3 separate regions of the Zea mays genome follow, and regions 1 and 3 are each linked to region 2. The links are chromatin contacts, called in public Hi-C maps. All regions are on one chromosome and are shown on one strand. The core of a region is the stretch at or near the end of the contact, and the rest is flanking DNA. Distances in the headings are between cores, read along the strand shown. Region 1 holds the start of LOC111347717. Region 2 holds the start of LOC103644279. Region 3 holds the start of LOC100275098.

Region 1 (3,428 bases), core at 472-2,971, 380 kb before region 2:
CTTCGGTTTTCGCCTTTTCTAGCTTCTGCAATGCACAATAGCACAAGTTAACACACGGCTCTAAAGAATATGCATAGAAGCAATACAGCAAAGAACAGTAAAAACCATCTTTGAAATAGAACAAACACAAGATGCTAGCACAGGGCTTAAGGATATTTTAGAACATACAGGACTCGACTAAATGAAATCATATTATTTATGTAGCACCTGTGAGTGCAGGTGTTCAGTTTGTTAAAAAGCAATCTCTTTTAAAGCTCAAATCGCATCCAGCCTATAACCTGAATTCTGCATTCATTCACAGAGGGTTTACCTATACAAATACCGCTAACTTGGCACTGCAAGCAAATGATCCCCAGGATTTGCTGACACCTCAATTAAAGGTGCATCAAGTTCTAGTAGGATGTAAAGAAAAAGATCCAAAGAAATTGTAGCAAAAAATAAGTCATGCTAATCAGATTTCAGGGGCAATGAGGATCGGGGAAGGTCCCAGATTCCAACACTGAACCAGATGTGAGCATCGAAACCAAATGAGACATTAGTTATAACATGAAGAACATCCAGAATTCATTTAACCTTCCACTTAGGCTGCAGCTGTGCAGCATACAAACATCCTATCTAAACAGCTAGGATGTTCATCCCAGGTAGCTCCATAATCCCATTTTTGCAGTTTGCATCAAACACTCAATAACCTTAATATTGGAAAAAAGATATGTTAAATAAATTTGTAAGTTGTAACACCAATTGCCCGTACATGAAACAAATGGCAAATATGTGCGCCTAGGGGTGGTGGTAATGGATCTCGATCCAAATGTTTCTTCACAATTCGTTTGAGCCCTTAATTAATTTTAGTTCAAGAATGAATAGAAATAGATCAAGATCCAAATATGATCCAATCCTTAAATTTTACAGTGTAAAATTTGGAGCCCGTTACCACCCCTACATATGCCGGATCATCATGTTAACGCTTGCAGAGCTGCGGTACAGAAGTACACAGCAATACAGATACATTCCATCCTTTTATAACATGAACCAAAGTGGCAGTTTTTATCTAAGCCTACCATGGAATGAAGCACGCCACGCTTACAAAAAACAATCACGTGAATGCACCCACAAAGCCACTTCATTCATTCCTATTTGCAAGACTATGGTCGAATTCTTCTTAATAAGTAGCAGATGGTCACTAATCAAAGCAGATATTTGGTTCTCACATTACAAAGAACATTGAGAAGTAATCCGGTCTTGATGTTTACACAAAACATCTGATCTGAACAACAAACATATTCATCCTAAGCAACTCCACTAACGCACAGCAAGCAAACAGGTTTGCCTGAATTATCGTGTGAACACTTCGCAAAAACGGTAATACAATCGCTTCGCGTCCGTCCAGAAGACAAATCGGGGAGGCAGTGTTCAATGGCCCATCGGTGACTGCGCCGGCGTGGTCGAATCCGGCGCAGCGAATCAGCGGGCGGGAGCCAAATCGACAGGGATGGGGGGAGGGCGGTCTTACGGACTGCTCGGAGTGCCACGAGAGGCCGCGGTAGACGTTGACGGAGAAGGTGGCGGCGAGGTAGAGCGTGGCGACGCCCAGCCCAGCCGTCAGCGCCTTGAACGCCAGGTCGCCCACCGCCATCGCGCCGCTTCTTCTCGTCCTGGGTCCGGCTGGAGCAGCAGCAAAACCCTCGCTTGGGATGGGGATTTCTGTCACGGTTCTGTCGAGACGCGAGGCGAAAGCACTGCTTCGCCGGCGTGGGAGGGAGCTGGGCCTGCAGGTGGGCTTCTGTGGTGGGATGGAGGTGGGCTTGACCTGTGTTCTTCTTTCCTTGATAAAGGGCCAAGGGAGGATTCAGAACCAGTGACATGAGAAAACGCATGAGGTTGATAAATATATATATATATATATGAACAGCGTAGAAGAACAAATGGTTGATAAAACGGATGGATCTTTCCGTTCAAAAATGCATGGGTTTTATATTAACAGGCATTTTGCCATTTTGGGACCGCTGCATATGAATAATACATAGAATTTGTAAAGTGGACGCTGATGCCTTTTGTTTAGACTAGCGGTGTGACGCGCTACGCATATTTCTCTCTTCCAAACAATTTTGTTTCTTGGTCCAACTAAACGTTGGAGCAAAATTGGAGCTTTCATATTGAGGCACGGCAAACACACCGCACATGTTTTTCATTGTCCTCAACCTCATTCTCACTAAACCAGCCCTAAAAGGGTATTTAGTTTTGGAGGCTAAAGTTTAGTTTGTTTCACATTAAATATTGAAATGTCAACTATTAGTATTAAATATAATCTTACTAAAATGTAAACTATTAGTATTAAATATAATCTAACTGCAAAACTAATTACAAGGATAAAACCTAATAAAGTGACAATTTTTTAAGCCTAATTAATTCATGATTAGCAAATATTTATTGTATCATTAAAGGGGAAATCATTGATTAATTAGGATTGGTAGATTTACCTTGTCGTTCAGTTTTTATTTGTATAGTTAGTTTTGCAATTGAATTATATTTAATACTTTTAACTAGCGTCAAATATTTAATGTGACATCGACTAACATTTAGTAGAAGAAACCATACATGTCCTAAACCACAAAAAGTTACTATTACATTTTCCTTTTAAAATCACCAAAAAAAAATTTGTTCGCTCGCACTTGTCATTCTAAAATTCAAAGTATCACTTTCTCAAGCTTATCGTGCTGACAACGACTACTATACAAGTAGTCATTAAGCGGAATCTCGGGCACTCACAAAGATACGGTTTGTCGAGTGTTTCGCTCGGCGAAAGGCTACACTCAACAACTATTATCTTTGTCATAACTGTACATTCAACAAAGAATGCTTTGCCGACCGACCGTCTAACTCTCAGCACAAAAGGCCACTTGACAAGGAAGCACATCTGGGCACCAGAAAACATACATTGCCGAGTTCTATGACCATGGCACTCGCTAAAGAAAGCTGCTTTGTTGAGTGCCTACACAGACACTCGACAAAGACGCTGCGCGTGGGGCCCACATAAACTTTCTTTTGCAGAGTGTCTTTTAGACAGCACTCGACAAAGATACTACGCATGGGGCCCATGGAAGCTTTCTTTAACGAGTGTCTCTGAGATAGCCCTCGGCAAAGAACATCGCTTTGTTGGGTGCCTACACATACACTTAACAAAGTCTTCATCATCATCACTTGCAACCATCACGACAACTTTACGTTGTCAAGTACCTATTAGCACTCAGTAAAGACTTTGTCAAGTGTCCATAAAAAAAACTCGACAAAGAGATCATTGCCGACATCAGGTTTTGTCGAGCGTGGCACTCAATAAAGGCTTTGTCGAGTGTATTTGATTCTTTCCAGAGTGTCTGTGGCACTCGAGAAAGCGAGCGTCTCCAGTAGTGGACTTAAAGAGAACGACTGAT
Region 2 (3,259 bases), core at 612-3,111:
CGCCCATGGACCGCGACCTCGGCCCAAACCCGACCCGATATATCGGACCGTGCCGTCCCGGCACTAAATTATTTCGGGTCGTGCCGTGCCTGGGCCGTGTTTTTTTCCGTGCTTCGGGCCGGCCCATCAGGCCCGGCCCAAATGTACACCTATAGCCAAAACGTACAAGCTTTGTAACAAGGGAGGAGAAATCTACGACAACGCATGGGATATAGAACAAGTTATGGACCTGTTTGGTTCAGCTTTTTTCTGACCAGCTTTTCTGAAAATGTGGCTATGGGGAGAATCTGGCTGTGGGAAAAATCTGAGTATCATTACGATTACGTGTGGAGGAAAATAAAGTTGTTCATAGGGCTCAGGATCTAGAAAGTGACGGATTCCTACTATTACAACGACTCAACCGATTATGTGTTTATGTTGATTTTGAATGGTTTTTGCCCCAACGAATTTTATAGAAGCTGGCTGAAAAGCTGAGCGTTTGGCAGTCTGCAGCAGCTTTTGGTGGCCAGAAGCTGCCAGAAGCCGAAACAAACAGGCCCTATGTCGTTTTTACCCTTAGGCACACATGCCTATTTATACTATGTCCTCTATATTCAATAAAGAATTGTTCTCGAGAGAGGCTCGGCCTTGCTTTCAAAACGAGCCTCCCTCGAGGCCGGAAGGGGAAACCCCTCCTATATGTTGCCTTTTTTCTCGCAGTTTCAAAAAATGAACACGTTTCGTTGCCTCGCTCTAGTCCTAATGCGAAAGCCCTTAGGAACGGAGGACGTCCCGACTAAGGAGAAAGTAGCCGAGCCACAGGAACACCTACGCCTATATAACACCAGTTCTTACGATCTTACTTGATTTCGTCCTATAGTTTTTTGCTACCCATAAATTTCTGTTCTACGTCCGCCACTGCGTGTGTACCTGCCAATGTGGCAGGCCACGTGAGGCTGCGAGTTTGCACAATATTAGCTGTGTTAGAGAAAATAATGTGACCAAATGAATTACTTTTAGTCCCCGTTTGTTTCGTTGGAATTCCATTCTAATAATTATAGTTTAGACAAAATTAATTAAGTTAGTATATTTGTCTATGTAATATATTTGTATATTATCCTAAATCATGTGAGAGGGATAGTTATACACTATATTTATGTTATAGAGAAGCAAATAGAAGAGTGTGTTATGTACATTAGAAAAGTAGCATGTAAATCTATAGAATCAATTTCTATCTCTTACTACATGAATTTGAGATAGACTTATATATACACTTTGGAAAGTTATGGAATGTCACGTTCTAAAAAAATAGCCTACTAAATTAGTTAGATTCCAATTCCTCAAAATGAAGAGAAACAAATGGGCCCTTAGGAAAATAGTATAATGCTCGTGTGTTGTGACGACACATAAATATTCGATAATATTAGCGCACAACGATTAGAACGATGATCTAGGGTGTCTCATCTCAATACAAAACTAAACTCGTTATCCAGAGTGCCTCCTCCTCTCTCTCTCTGTTGTTGAGCCATACATCACCGATGATGCCGCCTCCTCCTTTTACTTGGATGTTCTTGTCCCACTGACTTCATAGGCACAAAACTGTTTTTTCCCTTAGCTGTTCAACTATACATCGTCACTCGTGATAATTGCATGGTTGATTGCACATTCAAGAGATAATCGGGTTGCTAGGCAAGGCGTGAGTCACACGCTTGAGGTGGTAAGTTTTTTTTAATAAAAGTGGTGACGTAAGGTGACCATAGAAATCGGTGATTTATGGTAATAGAGAAAAATACTTTGCTGTTATTTTTAGAAATAGTTTTAAGAATATTAAAGAAATTCTATATTGTCAAGAATAGTGTTTTCATTCACCTTTCGCTGACGAGCGGGACTCACTACCTCTCGTCCAATGACACTCTGGGCTCACCAAGTCACTAGTCACCACGAGTGACGACGAGTGCCGTCGACGTGGAGCAGAGGAGCGTGGAAGGCGAGCATGCTGGCGATCGGGGGGGTGTCGCCCCCACCAGGCCACCACGTTCCCTTCGCTCCTCTCATCGCCTTCCACCACCGCCTTCTGCACCGCGCAGCTGTACCTGAATATCCTCAAGACACGGGTCACGGGGGATCGCTAGTGGGGTTATTCTGGTCGACGAAGCGCTGAAGGTGTTCGGTCAAATGACGGTAAGGAGCGTCATCACCTGGAAGGCTGGAAGTAAGTGTCATCTCTTCGTTCTTGCGGTTTGGTCGCGGCCACGATGCTGTGTCCTGGTCCAGGGAGCTCCCGAGAAGCGGCGATGCATTGTCAGATCAGATGGCTCGCTTGTTGCCGTGTTGCCTGCATTTGGGCTTGGCAAAGCAAGTTCATGAGAAAATTGGAACGGGTTCCTTCTCAACAGGTGAAAATGCACTGTTGAATTCGTACTGTACTTGAGGTGCTCTATGTGTGGCAGAGAAGCTGTCGATGAGTTTAGAGATGCGATGCACAAATAAACTCATGCTTCCTGTTCACCTACAATGGCATTGAAGTAAAAGGGGCAGAATTCACTTGGTTTGCTTGGAAGGAGCAAAATGGTCAATTTCCTGCCAAAATAACACCCCACTAACAGCACATGGACGGAAATGGTGCTGAGGGAATCTGTTATTTCATTTGATGGCACCAAAGAGAAATTCAAAAAAATTCAACGGCATCGAGAGAAGCGCTATAATGTCCAGGGCTGGGCCATGGCATGGCTGTTGTAAGGGACAGTGCGTCGGTGCGTGTGGTGCATTTGTTTAAAGAGCAAGGCACAATTCCAGCTTTATCCTTTGGCTCCCACACCAAGCAAAGCAAAGAACCTACGTGCCTTCACACTGTAGTGAAACTGTGAAAGCAGCGAGAGCAGAATTTAAAGGCAAAGTAAGAAGTGACATCAGAAGCTCCCTGCAGATTTGCATCAAACTACACCATCGACAGTTAGCAAGTTCCTCATCCTCCACACTAGGGCGTCTTCGCAATATTTCTGCTGTAGCGCTAGCATTGGGTAGTGGACACGACATAGCTGCTCCCAAGGTACCTACTAAAATTCATCGTTTTCATGTTTTTTTCTCGAACACGCAGGAGAGCTGAATATCATTATATTAATAAGTTCCTGCATATCATTATATTAATAATAATAAGAAAAATACAAGGTCCAATAAGACCGAAGTACAAAGAACCACCTCACGGCGGCCAGAATCTAACATACACAAAAAGATCGATCTACCAACCAATGAACTAAATCACCTCTAGAAGGGGGCTGCA
Region 3 (3,703 bases), core at 897-3,396, 310 kb after region 2:
ATCGTACCGGACCACGCACGAACGAACGCCGTCTAGTCCATAGAATCATAAAATAATAGGCGCTGCCAGCAGAGCCTATAGACCACACCATTAGATCGTAAAGGCCGAGCCGTTACACCCTGCCGAATCGGCTAGTAGTACTTATTAACGGTAGTGACACACGTATATCATATGTACTGTACTAGTACTAATAATAATAATCTGATTGCTTCGTTGGCAAGTTGTAATCGTGGAAGTGTACGTGTGTTCAGATTCCAACGTGCCTTGAGATGAGATTACTATTTGGTTTGACTATATATCAGCAACACGTTAACGTACGTAGCGTCGATCTGCAGCAGTGCCGCTGGCAGACCAGACACGTCCATTTTTTTTTGTGTGTGTATGTGCATGCAAGGCGGCAGTAGCGTGAAGCGAGCACTGCAGTATGCAGCCACCGAGACCGAGTCGATTGCCTCTCATCATTGGCTAATCATTCGTCGAGCATATGTGATGCTGCTGAGACTAGACGCCATGAAACAGATGGGGGTGTTGAATGGTTTTGCACGCGATGCAAGCGCCTAGTTGGCTAGCATAGCCTAGTTGGCTGCCTGACAGCAAGCGGTAGCCAGCTAGCTAGCTAGCTAGGGAGCGAATAATAGTCATAATCTGACTTAGTGAGAGCATATGTAGGACCAAAGCAGGTCTGGTTTTTGACCAAACAAAGAGGTCCTAGGCGACGCGGGTGCTGGCATCTCATTGTCAATTCGTTCCATTTGGTCCCTCGTGTGCATCTGCCTGTCGGGGCATGCGATGCGATGCGACATGCGACAAAAGGGGGTATATGCCCAAAAAGAAAAAGAAAAATTAGAACCATCTCACGATTTTCAGTATTCAACAAACACACGGTTCGTATGTTTATTACGTATTGTCTACACAGAAACTCGCAACGAATTGCGCAGATAATCGGAAACATTCTGCCCAAACATTTAATCGCACCTACCTGTCCGTGCAGTAAGAAAAAAGGAAACAAAATCCACCAGGATTGGCAGGAGGGTGAGGCTGGCTGGCTGGCAGCGGATTTTTGGAGAATCCAGAAAGCGCAGGGCGTGGTGGTGGAGATGATCGTATCACGTGAGGGAGGGGTCAGATCCTGTCCCATCCAACGGTCCTTTCGCCGTCCGTACACCACACCACCACAAGGGATGGGATAGTACTACTATAAACAACGTTAATCATGAACTGCGAAATGCCAATGTTATATTTTGTAGAGTACGTACTGTACGTACGTTCGATGCGAGTAAAAACACAGTTGACTTTTTCAAAGAGATTAAGTACTAACTACGGTACGATGGAGTAACACCCATAGCAATAGCAATACCCCGTCTGCCAGCCATTCATCATGGGTTGGTGGACCCACCCACCCCGGAACGGCGCGTGCTGTTAAACGCTCACACTTCTTGCGTGCAAAAAACAGAGACGGGGGAAGGGGAAAGCGTAGCGGGCCTTCGTCGTGCGTGGACTGACGTCTGCGTCGTGGATTAATTAATTAATAAAAGTGGTATTAAGCTTCCAATAACATTGTCCTACTACATAAAAGTGCTGACCCAGTGACCCTTTCTGTTTTCATTCATACCTTAAAAAAATCAATTAGACATAAACCAACGATAGACTAATGGTAAATATATATATATATATATATATAGTAACTCAAATAGTGTAAGCATGGATGCTTCATTGTTCATATTTAAAGCGCTGATTCACGATCGAGTACGAGTTACTTAAACTAGAAATGAGCTAGCTAGCTAGCTAGTTTGTGTTCTGAACTTGACCGCTAAGCTATAGTGGCCTGCCAGGTTATATAACGGTTTACTCGTTGCGTCAAATAAACGAGAGTGCTAAAATTCCAACCCATCCATCCGCCTAGCCAAAAAAAAAAAAAAAAATCGGGGAGGTCGATTTGTGGAAGCAAAACGTCCAAGAAAGCATAAAGCCGCCCACCCTCCGCTCTCCCACTCCAAACATCTCCCCTGCCCTTCCCCTCGCGCAGCCAAAAAAAAACCAAAACGCCTCCTCCGCTTCGTCTCCTCCCTCCCCCTCGCCGCCGCGACTCCCGCCACCAGCCCACCACACTATTAATTCTGCCCCTCCCCCTTCGTCCTCTTCCACGTCCACAACTCCCATCCCACGTCGCAGAGCCGTTCCTGTCTGCGCCTCCTCCCTAGACACGCGACGCAGAGCATATATATAGCAGCAGGGGCAGGGGCAAGGACGAAGGGACGAAAGAGCCGTCGCCGCCGCCGCGCCGCCATGTCCGTCCGCGTGGCGTCCGTGCCGTACCTGGAGCAGATGGCGCGGTGGGAGCGGCAGGTGGAGCGGCGGCAGCTGTTCCTCCGCAGCTACCACTTCTCGCGCGACGCCGACGCGGCGGCGGCGCTCCCCCCGCGCGCCCGCGCCAGGCGCGTCGTCTGGGCGGGGATGCGCCGCCTGCGCCGCGCAGCCGCCACGGGCCTCCGCCGCCTCCGCGCGCGCCTCCGCCTCTGCTTCGGCTGGGCCGCCCGCCGCCGCTCTTCCTCCCGCTACGGCCGCCTCTCCGGCGCCGGCAGGCCCCGCGCCGCCGCCGCCGCCGGTGCCGCCGAGTCTGCATGCTTCTGGTAGGACTGCACTGCACAAGGTTTCGAAGCGTTCTTTGCTTCGTCTCCCTTGGTTGGCGTGCGTGCGTGCGTGTGTGTGAAAGTGAGAAGGTGAGCTTACTTTAGACATGGATTAGCCGGTGCGTGTGTTGTTTGTTTGTTTGTTTGATAACTTGGACTGCTGCTCCGTGGAGTGGAGTTGAGTGCCTAATTAAATTAGAATGAATGAATCGTCTAGTAGTAATTTTGGTTTTTTGCTCGAACAAAGTGTCTGTCTGTAAGGCTTTCTCCAGCAGGATTCGTAAAGGGGCTCGCATCCTCAATTTACGTATTGTACCGATCCCAGCAGCATGCGTATATGGTATCGCATAATTGGAGGCCTGGCTTCAGCATGCGCAAATCCACACTTCTCTCTCCTCCTCGCATATTCTGGATAACTGCGATATGGCCGGAAACAGCAATACGAGGCCGGATAAGAGAGCTGCTGGAGCACTCCAGTTAAATGCACAGACGCAGCGGCTCACGGACTCCCTAAATACGCATTCGCATCCGAATGTCACCGGAGAAAGCCTAAACCCTCCTCTCTGCCCTTTGTCCTCGCGAATTGCAACTGCGACTGCAAATGGAGGGTTCCCGTGTCAGTGAGGTGTGTTGCGATGCTTGAGCTTGTGATGGGACGGCACGAAACGAAAGCCAATCATGCAGACAGGATGTCCACCTTGCAGTCGCAGTCGCACTCGCAGGGAGACCGAGAGCGCCCAGAAACCAACAAGTCCAAGCTCCCCATCAGGTTCAGGCCCCAGCTTTATTTCAAGCGCGTGTCGCGGTCAAAAGACCAGCGGCCAGCGCGCAGCAGGATTTCCATTCCTTGCGACGCAGCGAGGGCGATGCAGTGCAGCGGCTCTTTTCTTTATTTCTTTTCCCAAGCCAGCATCTCCCTTCCAAGAACCACCCCGCATTATCTGCTGCCGTCAGATCCCCGCATCTGGTCGTCGTCCGGTGCCATCTTAAAACCGCATTTATGGTTTTTTTTTTTTTTTTGCATTGCAGATGTACTCCTGTCCAGCAACACTGGGCAGCCCCACAGCTAGTGG

Evidence for each region. Hi-C and Micro-C count contacts between places; a contact is called where the count stands out from the background.
Region 1: a contact with region 2 is called in a Hi-C map of tassel, with 2.2 times the contacts expected there. The contact joins the promoter of LOC111347717 here to the promoter of LOC103644279 in region 2.
Region 3: a contact with region 2 is called in a Hi-C map of tassel, with 2.2 times the contacts expected there. The contact joins the promoter of LOC100275098 here to the promoter of LOC103644279 in region 2. A contact is called at or near these places in 2 of 25 Hi-C or Micro-C datasets (ear and tassel).

Annotation. Positions count from the first base shown.
Region 1 is chr1:301,511,183-301,514,610 of Zm-B73-REFERENCE-NAM-5.0, forward strand. LOC111347717 reads right to left here and starts at 1,722. Exons shown (of 2, transcript NM_001357524.1): 1 at 1,511-1,722; 2 at 1-25. The coding sequence starts at 1,633.
Region 2 is chr1:301,889,209-301,892,467 of Zm-B73-REFERENCE-NAM-5.0, forward strand. It overlaps LOC103644279, which reads left to right and starts at 1,862. Exons shown (of 6, transcript XM_020547034.2): 1 at 1,862-3,028.
Region 3 is chr1:302,196,537-302,200,239 of Zm-B73-REFERENCE-NAM-5.0, forward strand. LOC100275098 reads left to right here and starts at 2,147. Exons shown (of 1, transcript NM_001176994.2): 1 at 2,147-2,864. The coding sequence starts at 2,287. The coding sequence ends at 2,634.